3 separate regions of the Rattus norvegicus genome follow, and all the other regions are linked to region 3. The links are chromatin contacts, called in public Hi-C maps. All regions are on one chromosome and are shown on one strand. The core of a region is the stretch at or near the end of the contact, and the rest is flanking DNA. Distances in the headings are between cores, read along the strand shown. Region 1 holds the start of Wdr18 (WD repeat domain 18). Region 2 holds the start of Tmem259 (transmembrane protein 259). Region 3 holds the start of Atp5f1d (ATP synthase F1 subunit delta).

Region 1 (3,421 bases), core at 685-3,184, 180 kb before region 3:
GTTCTTACCCACTGAGCCTGCTCCCTGCTCGACAACCTCCCATTCCTCTCCTCATTCACACTTTAGCATTAAGGGTAGCTGCATCCCAGCTCTCAGGAAGTTGAGGCAGGAGTACCTGGTGGGCAACCTGAGCTTAAGTGTTGGGGGATGAATTGCTTCTCTCACATAATGAAGTGACACACAGGCTGTCACCACCAACGCTTTCAAATGCAGCTCCATATCCTCCATTCTGCCCCAGGACCTTTCGCTCTAACCCTGGACAGCACCTTGCTTCTGAGTTTCTTGCTTGTCAAAGTGGTTGCCTTCTCTTGAGAATCGCCTCCTAAGTCCTCCCCCTATCCCCGCAGCTCGCGCCTGCCATCTTGTGGCCACATTCGGTGGCACGCCTCACTCCAACTCATTTCCTCTCTTTCTGGCCTGGGGTCGCCGGGTCGCGGAGTCCAAATGTTTGCACCGGGCATGCATCCTTGCTCCCTCCACAGGCCCAACAGCTGCTGTTAGACCCAGCTCACAACCTCGCCCTGCTGTCCAGCCCTGTCGCACTGCCGCTGGCGCAGCGCTCTGGAGGCCACATTCCTGGCTGCAAGATTCCACACTTGCATGCAATCTCCGTTACTAACAACACATAGAAGGAGGGAGGGGGCACTTGGTTTTAGGCCTGACCTATGACAGCAGCTGTGACCTGAGGCTAAAGGTTGCTTGGCTAGAGATTGACTTGTTGGGTCTACAATGAGTGAACCAAATACAAATTTGAAATTTATGACTCAGAAGAGGAAAGGCCAAAGAGGAGGCGAATCAATAAAGGACGTGGGTCGATTGGTAAGAGTTAATCACCAATATGCCTCGGCCAAACATACATAGCGGCATGCTACACGCAGTAAGTAACGAACTTCATTTGATCTAAATAAAGTATAAAGGTCAGTGGTTTATATTTTTGCTATGAAACAAAGTTTAAGAAGTAAATTGGTCAGCTGGGTGGTGGTGGCCCAGACATTTAATCCCAGTACTCAGGAGGCAGATATAGGTGGATCTCTGAGTTCGAGACCAGCTTGGTCTACAGAGTGACTACCAGGACAACCGTGGCTACACAAAGAAACCCTGTCTCAAAAAACAAAAATATAACAAAAAAGAAAAGAAAAAGCCGGCTATGGTGACATAGATGTGTCATCTCGGCACGCAAGAAGCTGAGGCAGGAGGATTGATTGCCACGAGTTCGAGGGCCAGAGTGGCTCAAGTACAAAACAAAACACTTTAAAACTTTAGATCATTTGAGTCAAAACACCTAGCGCGTATTCAGTGAAAGCTCGCTGGCGGTGGAGGCTCAAGGCTTTAATCCCAACGCAAGAGAGACACTGTGTCGAGGAAAAAAAAAGAAAGAAAGAAAAAAGAAAAGAAAAAAAGACAAACCCTGCAAACAGATAGCAAGCGTATTTTCCTCTAAACAGAGCTAATATGCGCTGAGCCGCCAGGACCCCCAGGCTTCTACGCATGTGCAGGAATCCAGTTTTCCCCCCCCCTTTCCTCCGCCCCGCCCCGCCCCGCTCAGTCCTCCAAGAAGCTTGCGGGTGTTCTAAGCTGCGTGGCGCGTCTACCACTGCGCTGTTCGCGCATTGGCATGTACACTTGTCGTGCGGCTCCGCCCTCTCAACGCTGCTCTACCAGAGACCCTGAAACCCCGCGGCTAGCTCCACCCAAGAGCAGCGAACTTTGTACGCATGCGTATGTGAGCCACCTAAAGTGCATAAATGTCTCTCTAGGCCTCCTGGAGCCCGTAAGCACCAGACAATTAACTCCGCCTCCTCGGCTTGGTGAAACTACTGCGCATGCGTCGGCCTTCCAGCTCCCCCCGCTAGGAAGTACTAAGGCTAGTCGGCCAGGAGCCATCTTGACAGTCTCGCTAAGAATGATGGGATTCGGGGGCGGGGCTGGCAGGGCAAGATGGCGGCGCCCATGGAAGTGGTGGTGTGTACAGACTCCGCGGCACCGCTATGGAGCTGTATGGTGTGGGAGCTTCATTCGGGCGCCAACCTGCTCACCTATCGAGGCGGCCAAGCGGGGCCGCGAGGCCTGGCGCTACTCAATGGCGAGTACCTGCTGGCGGCACAGCAGGGCAAGAACTACATCTGCGCTTGGGAGCTGCAGCGCAAGGTGCGGGGCCTCAGCGTCCGCGGAGCAGCCGAGAGTACTCCGGCGCGCCAAGATTAGAGTTCCGGCGATCCTGGGGTGGTGTGTGATTCGGAAGTACTCGGAGGCCGAGGGTTTTTCCCCCCAGGGGCTTGGCGCTAAGGGGCCCGGGAGATTTCTTCGCGCATGCTCAGATGAAGATCTATGGCTTTTGCACACTTGCAGTGTAAGGGGCGCTAAGGGACGCAGAAGGGAAATGGGGTCCGTTAGAAGTCATGCTTTTGTATGGCATGGCAGACCAGAGATCTTGAGGAGCCACGGGAAGAGATAGAATGACGGCCCGTTCTTTTACCTTCGTAAAGAGTCGCGGATCTTAACCATCAGGACAGACTAAGGCCTGAGGTCTTTTTGGTTCTTAGTTTCTGGAACACAGAGCTTCCTTCTTGTCCAGTAGGATCCCTACTACTGAGCCCGGACCCTGCCCTCCCGGGGCTGGGGGTAGTTTCTAGGTACAGGTTTGCCGCGCCTCCAACCCTCACTTGGACAGTCTATCTACCCAACCTCTTTTCTTTTGCTCTCTGTACTTAAAACTTTTCCCTTCAGTTGCCTCCGCCCTGATACTCACATAGTTTTTCTTGTATTCTGTGTCCCTAGGACCAGCTTCAACAGAAAATCATGTGTCCTGGGCCTGTCACCTGTCTAACCACGGCACCTAACGGCTTGTATGTTCTGGCAGGAATTGCAGAGAGCATTTACCTGTGGGAGGTGAGAACAGCTTGTCACATGTATGTGTGACTTGGGATTGCTAAAGAGTAAAACTGGTCGGTGTCCTGTCAGCTGAGGTAGGCATGGAATCTTACCCATGACTTCTGAAACCAAAAATGCGACCGTGTCTGTAGGATCCTAATTGGTGACTGAGATGCAGCACAGTGCTCAGCCCACTGGTGGCCCTAGTGCTGTCGTGAGCAACTGAGAAAGAAACTTAGGAAGGGGCAGTGTTCTAACCTGTCTCCTCTTGGCAAAAACATTGACCAAAAACAGTGCAAGAGGAAGAGAACTTTTATTATGTACACTTGCAGTTTATATTGAGGGAATCAGGGCAGAAAGCAGGAAGTCAACATAGTAGTTAACATCCTCAGTAAGGAGCAAAGAGAAATGGTCCTGTGACTAACAACACTTGTTGCTCTTGCAGAGGACCTGGGTTCAATTCCCAGCAACCACATGATGGCTCACAGCCATCCATAACTTCAGTTCTAGGGGACTTCACACCTCCTTAGACCTCAGTGAGCACCAGTCA
Region 2 (3,389 bases), core at 264-2,763, 160 kb before region 3:
ACGTCCCCTCTATGAAGGTTGGGCGGAAGCTGGGTAGGCAGGAAACACAGCAAAAGGGCTCCCTGAAACCTCGGCAGCCCCAGAAACCAGCTGCTGTATGGCTTGTCTGTCCCGATTAAGAAAAAAGTGTGGGGTCGGGGCTGAGGATTTAGCTCAGTGGTAGAGCGCTTACCTAGGAAGCGCAAGGCCCTGGGTTCGGTCCCCAGCTCCGAAAAAAAGAACCAAAAAAAAAAAAAAAGAAAAAGTGGGGGGTCAACTGTCATCCAACAGACCCTGTCTCTGACAAGGTATCGGGTACCCCAAGCTGAGGGCCACCACTGGGGACTCAGGGTGTGGAAGGCAGGGAGAAAGAAGGGGCAGTGGCAGACTGCAGACTGTGGACTGGAGCCTGAGGGGCTCAACCCCACATCTGTTTCAATCTCATGCTGGAAGTACTTCCATGAATCCCCCAAACTGACAGCTTTGAAACAGTGCTAGGAGCCAGTCCCACATTCACCAAAGCCACCGGAGAAGGCAATGCCCTCCAACATCAGCACACCCACCACCATGCCATGCCCCCAACACCAGATGGCCCAGGCAGCTCCTCTCAGAGAGAAGCCTAGGGACAGAGCCTGGTGGCTATCCCTCTGGAGTAGCCTTTGTTATATTGAGAACTCAGTATCTCTCAGGAGCACACCAGGAAGACACAGCAGAGCAAGTACTGGCTACAGAGGTCCCTGGCCAATGTGGCTGTGACTTTGTGGCTAACCCTAGCGAGGTGACCCCACCAAAGCCACAAAAGATCTGGCAAGAAGTGACAGAGAAGAGCAGGGACACTGGGAGGGCTGGGGACTATCCCCAGGTGAGCTTCAGGGTGTGTTAGGATGGAAATGACAGGCGGGACAGGGCCTCCAGCACAGGGGGTTGTCCACAGTGGAACTTCAGGATGGGATGGAACTGACCACACTGTTCTCAGTGGAGGTGCAGGACAGAATGGGAGTGACAGGTGGGAGGGGGGGACCTCGAGTCCAAGATACTACCTCAAGAAGACACTGGGCTCTGGTCTTGGGTGGAAAAATTTGGGGCCTAGGTTCCCAAGTGGCAGAGTCAGAGGCCAAAGGGCAAGAGGCGGGGCCTGAGAGCTGAGGAAGTGGGGATCAGAGGATGCATCTGTGAGAAGATTGGCATCAGGGTATTCAGGCCAAGTCAGGGGCCAAGTGGTAAAGCTGAGGGGGTGGGCAGGTGGATGACAGCTGGGGTCAGAGGTCAGGGGTCAGAGGTCACCTTGAGCAGAACGAAGAACTCAAAGAGGCGGCGGAAAGCAGGTGGGAAGAGGCGTGAGTAGGTGACGGCCATCTTGAAGAAGAGCGCGTGGAAGAGCCGGTCGCGCACGTTGATGAGCGGGTTGGGGTTGAGATTGGGGCCGCGCGGGCCGCGCACGGGCGCCGCGCCGCCACCCCCGCCGCCGTTGGGCCCGGGCCCTGGGGCTGCCGCGTGCTCCGACATCACCGCCCCGCGTCACCCCGGCGGCCGCCGGCTGCCCCCCCGCCGTGTCCCGGCCGCCGGATCCCCCCCGCCGCCCCCGGCCGCCGCCGCCTGCGCCTGTGCTCGCGTCCGTCCGGCCCGCGACGCCGGCGAGAGCGCCGGGCCAGAGCGCCACCCGTGCGCGGGGCACGCTGGGATCGCCACGGCCGCCCGAGGAGGCCGGGCTTCAGAGCCGGAAGGCTGGCACCACAAGTGGGCGGAGCCTGGTTACTGCTCTCAAACTTCAAACCCGTCGCCCCAGTGCTAAAAGGCCGGAGTAACACGGAGTTCAGTTTATTTTCCTAGTCCTCCTTAAAGCTTTGGTCGGTCTCATTTGCTTTGGGCTTGCAATTTGCGGAGGCTACACGGAGCGGAATAGAGAGGAGCCCGGTTCATTTGCAAAAATTCACTCCCACACACTGTGGCATGGTCTATGGCAGAGTCGTGTGTCACGACTCATTTGCACTGAGCTAAAATAAAAAAAAATCTTTTATATATGTGAGTACACTGTAGCTGCGTTCAGACCAGAAGAGGGCATCAGATCCCATTACAGATGGTTGTGAGCCACCATAATGGATGCTGGAAAATGAACTCAAGACCTCTGGAAGGGCAGTCAGTGCTCTTAGCCATCTCTTCAGACCAAAGCTGTATCTTAAGCATTGAGCTTAGGGGCTGGAGAGATGGCTCAGCCGTTAAAGGTTAGGCTCACAACCAAATATATAAGCATTGAGCTTAGGCACTGAGGCAGTGTCGCGTACAATCCGTTTCGTTTGTGTAGGGAACCAGGTTCGCGGCGGTCGAGCTATGGGGCGTGGTCTCAGAAACAAGCTTAAGCATTTGCAACTAGTGGGCGGGGCGACGTTGCTAGTCTTATCTACACCGGGTTTTCTATTAGCGGAGGATCAGAGGGGGCGGAGACGCATGTAGCAAGGCCTATTTACTATTTACATAGGGCTTCACTACGGCCACAGCCTCACTTAGGGGCGGAGTCCGGTGGGGAGTCATTAGCATAGCCCGTTGAGGAATCATTACCAGCCTTGCCCTGGGAGGCAGAGCTTTCTAGCACTGTTCATTAGGGGCGAAGCTCCATGGGGATAGTTTACCAGCATTCAGTTTGCCCATCGCACCAAGAGCACGGATTCCCCGCCGATCGGGCTGGGCTACCACTGAGGGGCGGAGCCGCGTAGTATCTGTCTAATTTGCATATGGCTTCCCAGAAGGCCTTGCTGGTGCAGCTTCTCCCAGATGGCTACATTAATTAATTTGTAAGCTTTTACGCGCATAGATAATTATGTTCAGCGTCGTTACGAAGGGTGGCCCTTCCTTTTGACGTATAAAGACATCACTTTATATACACAAAAAAGCACAACTACTCTATGTGAAAAGTAATTATATTCCCTGCGCTTAAATATCTGAGGCGACCCACAGACGTTCGTGCTCGCTTCGGCAGCACATATACTAAAATTGGAACGATACAGAGAAGATTAGCATGGCCCCTGCGCAAGGATGACACGCAAATTCGTGAAGCGTTCCATATTTTGTCTCATCTCAATGTCACGCAATCGACCTTTGAAGTCTTCGTTCCTCCTTTAACTGCCACGTGCCAGCAGTCTTGCTGGACAAATGAATTTATTGAGCGGCTACTGCTCCCGCCAAAGAAGCTGTCAGTTTTTAGGATGCAGCAGAGAGGCCTCAGTAGCACTGAGTCCTACCGTTATGCTTACTATATACATACCTCCAGCGTGAGGGAAGGACTAAGCGACTGCTTGATGGACCAAGATGACTGTCTCTGCATCCGGGCTGGGCAGCCAGGAAAAGGGAGGGGCGCTTCACCCGCTGAGCGAAGGGAACCCCTCCCTTCTAGCTTTCAGATACCCAAGAGATAC
Region 3 (3,483 bases), core at 793-3,292:
GGCTGGCCCACCCGCCCAGGCTAGATCGCCAGGTTGGCCTCAAGCTCAGGCATTTGTCAGCACTGCAGGCCTGGATTTTTCAAATACTAAATACTGTGTGCACACGCGCATGTTGAGAGGGGGTGGATTTACTTTGAAGGCCAGTGGAGGATGTCAGTTCTTCTGAAGCTGGAGCTACTGGCAGCTGTTAACTGTCCGGCATGGGCGATGGGAAGAACAGTGCTCGTTATTAACTGCTGAGCCATCTCTCCTGCACCCTAGGTTTAATTTTTTTTTGTTTTTTTTTTTTTTGGTTTTTTTTTTTTTTGTTTTTGTTTTTAAAAAGACTTGTCTGGTAAGACACAGTGGCCATGGAGTTGGAGGAGAATACTCAAGACAGGACGAGCATGATATATCTAGGTTTGAGTTCTTGCTTCATGGAACATTTTTGTAGATATGGGATCTCGGGGGCCCGCGCGCAAGTGTGTGTGTGTGTGTGTGTGTGTGTGTGTGTGTGTGTGTGTTTGTACGTGTGCATCTGTGTGCTGGAGTAGGGAAGGGAATGGAGTTTCTAGATGCCACTGTGCAAGTAAGAATGCCCAGATTAGAGAGACTGAGAACTAGGTGTCTCTCACAGAGACGGATTGAGGCCCAGGACTGCTGGCTTATGAGCAGGCCTGAGCTCCAGAGTCTGTTGATTGTAGAATGACGAAAAGAATTACTCTTGCATCCGCCAGGCTCTGGTTCAAGACTGACCACTACCAAAAGCTGCCAGCTGCTCTTCTAAGATCCAACATGCATCCTTAAGTCAAGCTAATGGCTTCTTGTCCCACCAACTCTATGCCCGTATTTTTTGTGAACCTATGTGGTGGGACCTGGGGACCAAGAGCTGAGCGGAGGCTGTAATCTGCGTGAATGCGGGGGCAGGGTGGTGATGTCATGGCCGAGAGCGAGGCTGCGCGGACACAACTGGCGTCAGTGGGGCCCCTTGGCCGCCCGCGCACGGGCTCCTGCGTCAGTGGCGGGCAGGGGCGGAGGCCCGCAGGGAGGGGACTGCGGAGAAGAGCAAGTACATCTCCAGGTTTCGCGCGCCCTCTGCCTGCTTCGGCGTGCATGCCACCCAGTAACCTCTTCCGTGAGCTGCTCTCCTGGTGCGACCTCTCTCTAGCACGCACCGCGTGCGGCATCATGGAGTAAATTAATTAATTAATTATCTATCTATTTATTCATTTACTTATTTAGCAGCTTCTCAAGATGTAGACCTGGTTGATCACAAACTCACGGAACCCCGCTTGAGTCTTCCTCCGGGGAGTTGGGATTAACAGCGCCTGGCTAATATTTGATTTTTTTAAGATTTATTTATTATATTTATATGAGTACATTGTAGCTGTTTCAGACACACAGGACCTTATTACAGATCCTAGCCACCATGCGGTTGCTGGGAATTGAACTCAGGACCTTTGGAAGAGCAGTCAGTGCTCTTCACCGCTGAGCCATCTCTCTAGCCCTAATATTTGATTTTTTTAAAAATGTATTCGGCTGCGCACTTTTGGAAATAGATTTTTACCTATTTCCAGAATGCGGATTGCAAAAGTGCGTCACCACACCTGACTGGTAATCTACATTTTAATTCTTCTGTCCCAACACGTTACAGGTTTGCTTCTTTTGGGCCTGAATGCGCGCTAAGTGCCTCTCTCCAATGGTTGGGACCTGACATCAAACCGGCATCTTTTCAGCTCAAACGTACTCTCCGGAGGGAAGGTGTCCGTTTGCAGAACACGGTCCTATGGACCCAGGGCACCGTTTGCTGTTAGAAGGCGAAGAAAACTACAGTTCCCAGAATGATTCACGAGGCATAGGAGGGTCCCACTTCTAGGCAGCACTGCAAGGGGTGTGGCTAAGGCAAAGTATACCTCCCAGTATGCTCAGCGCGTTCTGCACCGCGCAGCCTTCGGAGCATCGCAGTGCGCGCGTGCGTTCTTGTGGGAACTGCGCCTCCCAGAAGACACCGCGCGTCGTCCTCCTCGCCCTCCCTGAAGGCCGCCTCGCTATCCCTGTGTGTCTGCTGTCCGCTAAGCTAAAGTCCACTGACGTTTCCGCCACCATGCTGCCCGCCGCATTGCTTCGTCACCCAGGTCTGCGCCGTCTGGTGCTCCAGGCGCGTACGTACGCCCAGGCCGCCGCCTCACCTGCCCCCGCCGCTGGGCCTGGACAGATGTCCTTCACCTTCGCCTCCCCGACGCAGGTACGACTCACAGCCCCCAGAGTCGTCAAGCCCCTGACTTTACCCGTGGGAGAGGGTCACTTGTATTGGGTCTCAGGTTTCACCCCCATGGGGCCGCGTGAACCCCCTCCCCAGGCCTCGCCCCTGGATGGGGTCACCCGGACCCAGGGCTCGACCTCTCTGTGTTCACTGAAACTTCATACCCCACCCCTAAGGGCGTCACCTGGACCTAAGGCTCCACCCTCTGGGGGTTGGATCACCTATACCTGGAAACCAGATTTTACTAATGTACTGGTGTCACCTGGACCACAAGTCCTGCTGTTTTTGGGGTGTCCTAGGCTCCACACCTTGGTCACTCAGGCCCCATCCTTGGGTGTTGTCCCCGAGATTCATATGAACTCCAGGCTCTACTCAAGGCTTGGATGGTGTCATAATGGACCACAGATTAATCCCTTTGGGGTTTACATGGATCAGAGTTTCTGTCCGTGGGGGAGTCCCCAAGATGTTGTCCAAGCAGGAGTCACCAGTACCCAGGCCTGGATCCCTTCTTGGGGATTGCCTGGACCCAGATCTTGAAAGGTCACCTGGGACTGACCCAAGTTCCTTGTCATGTTGGCTTCCCCTGGGCCTAATACCCTTAATTGTACAGACCTTAGCCAGGGTTTTAACAGCTTAATAACCATGCTGTTTGTAAGCCTATGCTGGTTTTACACTTTTGACTCCCTCATAGCAACTTCCTGAGTAGTCATGAGACAACCTTAGGGTTTCCCAGAAACCCTATCCCAGACACCAGATTGGCATGCTTGTACAGCACTGGGTTGCCATATATTTCAGTCACCTCTTTCAGACCCTCTGTTAGACATGGCATCCCATTTCACAGGTGAGTCTAACGGCAAACTGAGTCTAACGGCAGCTCTTGGTAGCTTTTACGTCCCATCAGAATTTCATCCTCCCTGTGCCCACTGTACAGAAGGAAAGACCAGTCTCCATGGCACGGTGGCAATGCCAACTCTGTGTGGTACACTCTCTGCAGGTGTTCTTTGATGGTGCCAATGTCCGGCAAGTGGATGTGCCTACGCTGACTGGAGCCTTTGGCATCCTGGCATCCCATGTCCCCACACTACAGGTCCTACGGCCTGGGCTGGTAGTGGTTCATGCGGAAGATGGCACCACAACTAAGTATTTTGGTGAGTGTGGCCCAGGATGTCTAGAGGTTCGGGTCCTCAAAGGGCAGGGAGAAAGCAAAGGAAATAGGTGTCCATGAAGATGTGGTTGTGTGG

Evidence for each region. A called contact is a pair of places that touch in the nucleus more often than the background predicts.
Region 1: a Hi-C map of liver shows a contact between it and region 3, with 3 times the contacts expected there. The contact joins the promoter of Wdr18 here to the promoter of Atp5f1d in region 3. A contact is called at or near these places in 6 of 12 Hi-C or Micro-C datasets (the Rat2 cell line, Schwann cells, kidney and 2 more) and 1 of 1 datasets of contacts at active chromatin or transcription factors (oligodendrocytes).
Region 2: a contact with region 3 is called in a Hi-C map of kidney, with 3 times the contacts expected there. The contact joins the promoter of Tmem259 here to the promoter of Atp5f1d in region 3. A contact is called at or near these places in 11 of 12 Hi-C or Micro-C datasets (the A7r5 cell line, Schwann cells, frontal cortex and 6 more) and 1 of 1 datasets of contacts at active chromatin or transcription factors (oligodendrocytes).

The regions. Positions count from the first base shown.
Region 1 is chr7:10,397,188-10,400,608 of GRCr8, reverse strand. Wdr18 (WD repeat domain 18) reads left to right here and starts at 1,934. Exons shown (of 10, transcript NM_001039027.1): 1 at 1,934-2,148; 2 at 2,779-2,889. The coding sequence starts at 1,939.
Region 2 is chr7:10,373,028-10,376,416 of GRCr8, reverse strand. Tmem259 (transmembrane protein 259) reads right to left here and starts at 1,513. Exons shown (of 11, transcript NM_001100886.1): 1 at 1,264-1,513. The coding sequence starts at 1,485. LOC120094051 (U6 spliceosomal RNA) reads left to right here and starts at 2,938; the gene lies at 2,938-3,044.
Region 3 is chr7:10,212,909-10,216,391 of GRCr8, reverse strand. It overlaps Atp5f1d (ATP synthase F1 subunit delta), which reads left to right and starts at 2,042. Exons shown (of 4, transcript NM_139106.2): 1 at 2,042-2,224; 2 at 3,237-3,390. The coding sequence starts at 2,084.